2 separate regions of the Zea mays genome follow, and region 1 is linked to region 2. Evidence: chromatin contacts called from public Hi-C data. All regions are on one chromosome and are shown on one strand. Each heading gives the region's core, a stretch centred on a gene start, on an enhancer-like site or on the middle of the called end of the contact. The rest is flanking DNA. Distances are from core to core; before and after follow the strand shown.

Evidence for each region. A called contact is a pair of places that touch in the nucleus more often than the background predicts.
Region 1: a Hi-C map of leaf shows a contact between it and region 2, with 6 times the contacts expected there. The contact joins the promoter of LOC100381411 here to the promoter of LOC100274207 in region 2. A contact is called at or near these places in 3 of 25 Hi-C or Micro-C datasets (ear and leaf).

The regions. Positions count from the first base shown.
Region 1 is chr6:117,940,599-117,944,133 of Zm-B73-REFERENCE-NAM-5.0, reverse strand. It overlaps LOC100381411 (Alpha-glucan water dikinase 1 chloroplastic), which reads right to left and starts at 2,088. Exons shown (of 33, transcript NM_001361424.1): 1 at 1,842-2,088; 2 at 1,403-1,719; 3 at 1,244-1,285; 4 at 1,050-1,159; 5 at 789-867; 6 at 626-717; 7 at 355-538; 8 at 19-252. The coding sequence starts at 1,630.
Region 2 is chr6:117,765,476-117,768,997 of Zm-B73-REFERENCE-NAM-5.0, reverse strand. LOC100274207 reads right to left here and starts at 1,752. Exons shown (of 6, transcript NM_001360561.1): 1 at 1,684-1,752; 2 at 1,424-1,546; 3 at 1,166-1,293; 4 at 985-1,086; 5 at 1-843. The coding sequence starts at 678.

The DNA of each region.
Region 1 (3,535 bases), core at 839-3,338, 170 kb before region 2:
GTTGAATCAATGTATTACCAGTTGCTTCTCAGGAGGATAGTTTGGCTTGCCCGCTTGCTCCCACCTTATATAAGCCTGCACCTGTACAAGATCCTCTGGAAGTTTACCGATGGGCATTCGAGATGCAGAAGATTTACTTTCATCCGACTCAGGTGCTTCAGGTGCTTTTGTCAATTTAGCTCGAAGCTTCTCTAAAGAAACACCTCTGTTTACTTCCTCTATTAACTCAGCTCGTGCAGCTTCATACTCCTCCTGGAGAAAAATGCAACCGCTACCTACTTTTAGTTTACTAATAACTTAGTGCATCAACTTCCATTAAGATGGACGATGGAATGTTTAGTACTAAAAGCTTGCCTTTTCTTGCTCTGGTGTGTATGACTGCTTTCCCCTTCTTTCCCACCGAAGGTAAGCTTGGATCTGCACAAGATCCTCTGGCACCAAGGTAGAAGTAGCAGAAGAGGAGGCACCAGATGCACCAGTACCCTGATGGCGGCTCGACTGGAACTGAACCTGAAAATTCTGGCCATTGTTTTTAAACCTGTCCAAAGTAGAGTTCAGATGGTTGATATCTTGTTCATTCAAATAAACAAACAGTGCTGCAAAGTAATCCAAACAGCAGCATTACCATTTGTTCTGTGTCTCGTCAAAGATGAGGAACTCAATGGCGTGCACCCCAGGATCATCTATCTCAATCCTTAGAGTGGAGTTATCACCTGACTGCACAGTTATGGACATTAGTAACTACTGTTCCGTGGTGGCACAAAGATCCTTGATGCAAGACGACTGACCTTTACAAAAGGTGTCCTGAGAGCCCTGTTCTTGTACACTGTCGTTCCATCAGGTTTTCTGGACGGGAGGATCCAATCTCTGCAGCCAAGTAGCTCAAGTACATCAAATTCAATCTAAAAGGAAGTGCAGCAAATGGCATAAGAGCATGTGTGACTGAGTGCAAAAGCGGGAAGAGAAGCTTCGACGGCAGCAAATGGCATACGAGCATGTTTGAGACATGTTTTATCATCAAAAGCGGCAAGAGAAGCAGTGCCTCACACCTCTTGTCCGGGCGAAGGGCTCCCCAATGCAAAATCAGGGAACCGCTTGTGTTGGTCACCTCCAGGCTAATCTCTGACACCAAACCCTGCGGCGCTGGGTTCACTGCGACCTGTTCCCACACAATGCACCAATAGTGTTATAGAGATAAAATCGTAGCAGATGGGTGAATGAACCTGGTATCCAGCGGTCGCACCTGGAGCTCGGAGTTGGAATCCAGCGTGAACTTTCCGATAAGCTGCGACAAGAGCAACGGAAAGACATGAAAATGAAGCAGGCAAATTGCCAAACAGTGGGAGAACATCAGCTGATGATGGCCCAGCGGCGAAAGATAGAGCAGGCATGAGGTGCTTACGTCGGGGGACGCGCGGTCCGCGGACGTGGCGACGGCGCGCGGCACGACGGGGCCGCGGCTAGAGGCGGAGAGCGTCGTGGGGCGGCGCTGGCCCCCGCTGCGTCGGAGGGACGCTGGCTGCGGCTGCTGCTGCCGCTTCGCTGGCGAGGAGGCCGCGGGCCGTGCGCGGAACGCGAGCGCGCACCGCTCAGCCGCCGCTGCGTTGGCCGCGGCACTGAATCCGGACATGGCACGCGAATCTCAACCGCTCGGACACCTTTTGATACCGACGTTGCAGCGAATCTCAGCCGCTGTTGGTCGGCTTGCTCACTCGCTTCCTACACATACCAGAAGAAACCAGAAGGAAAAAAAAAAGACGAAGCAGATATTATCGCGAGGAAGCGAACGAGTGGAATGCAGGCAAGAACAAGAACCGCCAGGATCAAGCCAGCGCACGCACGGACGGAGACAGTCACGGAGTATCAAGAAGCCACGGACACGATCAGCAAGATGAAGCCGCGGCGCACTCACGGTGGCTCCGAAAGAGCGAAGAGGGGTGGCGGTGAAAAGAAGAGGATGGGAAGGAGGCGCGAGCGGCGAAGCGCGGGCTGCGGAGGAGGAGGATGGAGTGGGAGGAGGAATGGGCGCGGGCGGGGCGGGCGGTCAGCGCAGCGTCTCGTTGCTCGCTCGCCTCTCTCCTCTGTCCCGTTCCCGAAGAATGCGCACAGTCCGGCGTCGGCGTGGGTGGACGCTACGAGACGCGACCTGTAATTATCTTCTCGCTTGGAGGTAGCAAGAGACCGAATTACAATGCCAATTTCGCATCCTCTCCCTTCCTGCTTCTATCATTTTCAGCGCACTGAAAAAAAAAAGTAGCACCATGCCACCATCAGTGGAAAGACGTAGCAACATGAACATGTGAGATTTTACTAGCAAGCCTAATTTTTTTTCTATTGGTGTGGATATGAAAAGCTGCAAAGTAGTGGTTTTACATCCTGGGTGTATATAATATTTTTTCTAATATGTAGTATTAGTTTTTACAGCTTTATCTCTCTCTTCTCTTTCTTTTTATCTCTCTTTTACCTCAACAATTAGTTATTTTACAGCATATTATTGTACTTGCTTTGCTCTGAGAAGCGATAACTGACAGCGTTACATTCAGTTTTTGAGCCAATCATATATTTCCTGGTGTCCTTAATTTTATCCGTCATTTATATGGCACTTGAATTTGCATCAGATTTCAGGTGCTGCAACTAGTTTCGGACAAGCATGTGGCAACAAAATCAAACAAATCTTCAACATACACATACGCAAAATCGTTAGAACTTATTATATCAATCAAAAGTACTGCTAGAAACGAATTTAAGCTGAGGCTTGATTTTGGCAAGAACGACAAAAATATGTACGTTACGTAGCATATACTTACAGCTCATTGCCTAGTTAGCCCACAATCAACTGCAGCCTAGGATATCGATCCCCGGTTTGACCCCTCAACACTGGCCGATATGGCCGCGTTGATGGCACAAGATCTAAAACGAATCACAGTATTGATGATTGATGAAATTTAGAGCAAGCCACTATTGTGTTTTATACAATTTAGAAGAAATTTATTTGCCTATGCCACTGCATGCTACCTTTGGTAGTTTTGTGAAGAAATTACTTGGATAGTCTGTGACGTTTTTTTGAAAAGAAAAAGGATGTAGAGGAAACCTGCGGCACAGCTTTATTTATTGCATAAAATATAACAAGATGAAACAAAGGAACCGAACGAGCTGGATAGAAAAAAGAGAAAGAGAAAGAAGAGGATACTAAAAAATTAAGAAAGAGAAAGAAGAGGATACTCAAAAATTAAGGGTAGGGCTAAATCCAAACATCTGAAGCTCCAACGTGTCATTGAAACAAATCATCCATGTAGAAAACGAAGGGACCATATTTTTAAAGATGAAATCATTTCTTTGCTTCCAGATGGTCCAAGTCACAAAAGCCACAATTTTTATGAAGAGGCGTCGGGCAAAAGCGCTCTTCGCATTTTCGAACATTAGAAAGAAATCTAGCTCAAGATTCCACTGAATACCGACATACTGCCAGCATTCCAAGCTGAAAGGACACTCAAACAACAGATGGAACGAATGTAGCCTCCTTGCAGTTAGAGTC
Region 2 (3,522 bases), core at 503-3,002:
CACTGAGCCAGCTTCATTTTGCAGGTTGCCTTTCCCCTGTGGATTGACAACTGTAACCAAAGTATCTCCATCAACTTGTTGTGTCCATACCTTTGCTGGTTTGCGGATGAATAAATGAATCACAGCATCATCCCTCCTGCTAATATCAGCTATCAGCTGGTTGTCCTCAAGCTCCTCACCATCATATTCAAGCTTGTGATCCTCAAGATTACCAATATCCTCATCACCCTCTGCTTCAAGCTTATTCTTGAGAAACTTAACATTGCGGCTCTGGTCCACCTGAAACTGAAACTTCCTTCCAGTTGCAGTCTCAATGTTAATCACACGTAGATCTGATAGTCGAATAACAAGATGCAGAACATTTCCCTCGGCCAGCCCATAATCCTTGACTGGGGAGTTGTTTCTTGCCAGCTCATGCCCATCCAGCACAAGCCTCTGCTTCGTCGCCACAAAGCCCTTGAACTGCTGGATGCGCAGCTTGACAGATGCAATAGACTCAGATCCCAGCACGCTCATGGGCATGGGTGGCATACCCGGCACAGCAAGGAAAATAAGAATGGAATCCTGCAGTTGTGACCCAGATGAGCAGTGCTGTGACCGGCTGCCATTGAAGCAGATGGGCAGGAAGGCAGGGTCTTCTGGAACTGGCCCCAAGACAATCACACCTGCCGACGACATATTCACAGGGTGACAGCTACTAAGGAAACCCGAGATTCGTCACCAGCTGCTATCACTATTATTTACACTAAATCTACAAAGTAAGATTCTGGAAACTACAATTCGTGCGCCATGGAGACAGAAATCCAAGAGTTCCTCCCTTCCAAATCCAGGACGGAGGAAAACCTAAGAGGCACAGAACAGCAACCGAGATTACAATCCCATCTTGTGTTCAAATAAAAATCAAATCTGCACAAAACTTGGAAAACCTTCAGTTAACTGGGTACAAAATAAACAGATGATAGGTGAAACGGGTGAGGTGCGTACCGGGATTGATGGGATTGGGGGGAAAGTGTCACAGAACAGTCATTTCGACCTGCTGATGGTCCATTCCCAATCGCGTAACGGATGCTGCGAGCCTGCGACGGTCTGATCATTTGGAGCGATGGGTCAGGAATTTACTCAAATCCCCAGTAAATTGTAACCAAAAGTCAGTGAAATTGCTCACCGAAGGCAACAAAGCATCCGCTGCCCCCTTTTCCTCGATTGGGGGGAGCGCACCAAAGGGCCGGTTCCTTCAACCCTCAGCCCGGATGGGGCTGTAGCCCCACGGATTCCTTCCCTCCCGGCACAAACCTGCAGCATCACATCTCAGATCAGATCACCCCAATCGATTCAAACCCCAAACCCCGGAGCAAAATCCAAGAGAAGTTACAGCGAAACGCGCAGGATAAACTCGTGCGCTCAACCGAGGACGAGAAGCAACTCACCACGCCCGAATTAGAGAAATAATAACCCGATTGGGGGAGCACACCAAAGGGCCGGATCCTTCAACCCTCAGCCCGGATGGGGCTGCAGCCCCACAGATCCCTTCCCTCCCAGCACAGACCTGCAACATCACATCTCGGATCAGATCACCCCGACCGATTCAAACCCCAACGCCCGGCAAAACTAAATTCAACAGAAGTTACAGCGAAAATCGCATGATGAACTCGCGCGCTCAGCCGAGGACGAGAAGCGACTCACCACGCCTGAATTAGAGAAATAATAATATGTAGGCTTTCAAATCCCAAAGTCCCCAACGCCCGCTTCTTCTTGGTCCGCGGTTCACGCAGGGAAGAGAACGAGAACAAGAGAAGTTATGGTTGGTTTGTGTAGTGCACAGCAAGGAAGAAGAGAGAAATGGCAAGAAAAGAGAGGACAAGGATGCAGCGGCTGGTGGTCTTTATTCCTAGGTTGCGTTCTCATTTGACCGATGGCCGTGACGGTGACTTGCCGAGCGCGTCGCAGCTTGCCGGATTAAAGCCAGTTTTTTTACTGTCTGTAAAAACAGTAGAAATATGTATAATTTAAAGTCAAGCAAACAGGTATAAATTAAGTTTGTGTGTCGACTTGCCAAGTACGATTAGGGGTGAAAATGGAACCAATAATACGAATTCGAATGTCACGGTTTACCATATTTTAGTTTAAATTCGGATACAAATTCGAATATCTTCGATTACGAATACAAAATAGATAGTTGAATCTGAATTCTTATTCGGATATTTACTCAATTCAACTCAAACATCATACCCTAAAATTTAACATATGCATATATGGATTTTTATTTAAGTACAAGTTTAAAGATAGTAAATAGAAAGTCAAAACAAACTTAAATTAAAATAGATTTCTCGTGAACCACCGTATCCAAGTCAACAAAACTATATAAATAATATTTTAAACTATCGAAGCATGTAACAAAAGAACATGTGTTATTTAACAAGTGACATTTGTACAGATACAAGTAAATTACAATCGATATAAAATAGTAAATGTACCAAGCAAAACAAATTTGTTGTTCTAAAATGAATGAATATCATATATATAAATGTGTGTACCAAAACTTAAATGAAAACATGAAGAAAATTATCTATATATTGTAAAGTGGAGAGTTATAGTATGATGTTTGAGTTTAATTGATAACATGAAGAAATTTATCTATAAATGTGTGTACCAAAACTTAAATGAAGAAATTTATCTATATATTGTAATGTGTGTACCAAGAATGTTTATCGAACTTCGTTGAGATGTGTTCGCTCTATAGATAAAGTGGAGAGTTATAATTTAATGTTTATGAAAACTTTTGAGTTTTATTATTAAATATCACTAGAAATATAAGGTTGATAATTTATTTATTTATCATATAAATATTTTAAATGATATATATCATTTTTCTAGTATATTACTAAACTTAAAATCATTTTTAATTAGTGATTAATGATAAAGTTAAGTTTGAAATGGTTTCATGAAACACATTTTTCACGAATAGGATAGTATCGGATGTTTCATGGTTTTTTCGAATACGAATATGGAATCAGATAGAGAAAAGTACTATAAATCGAATTCGAATACATCCATTTGACATCCATATTGAAATCGAATACGAATACAGATATCCATACTAGTAGTTTTAGTGAATACGAATACGGATAACTCGGATCTCCAGACATCCATTTCCAGCCCTAATTACGATACCACGCTCTTGCGCTCCAACAATACAACTCTTGTATGCGAGCATGCTTGGAGCAACTTCAATAATTATTAAAAGATTTCCTAAATCATTAATTTAGATAGTTAACATAATAACTACTCTCTTATAGTTCTCTAAATTAACTTCCTAAATTTAGCAACTTTTCATCTAACCTAATTTTCTCTCTACATCTACCAATCATTTAGTAACTCCCTAATACCCCGTTTAGATGTAGATATTGAAACACATCATTGGGAATTGAATCAATTTTCCAGAATTCTATTGTTTGGTTTCGAATCAGAGACTCAATTCCATGGAATTGAAGTGTAACTAGAAACTCCCTCTCCCAATACAAA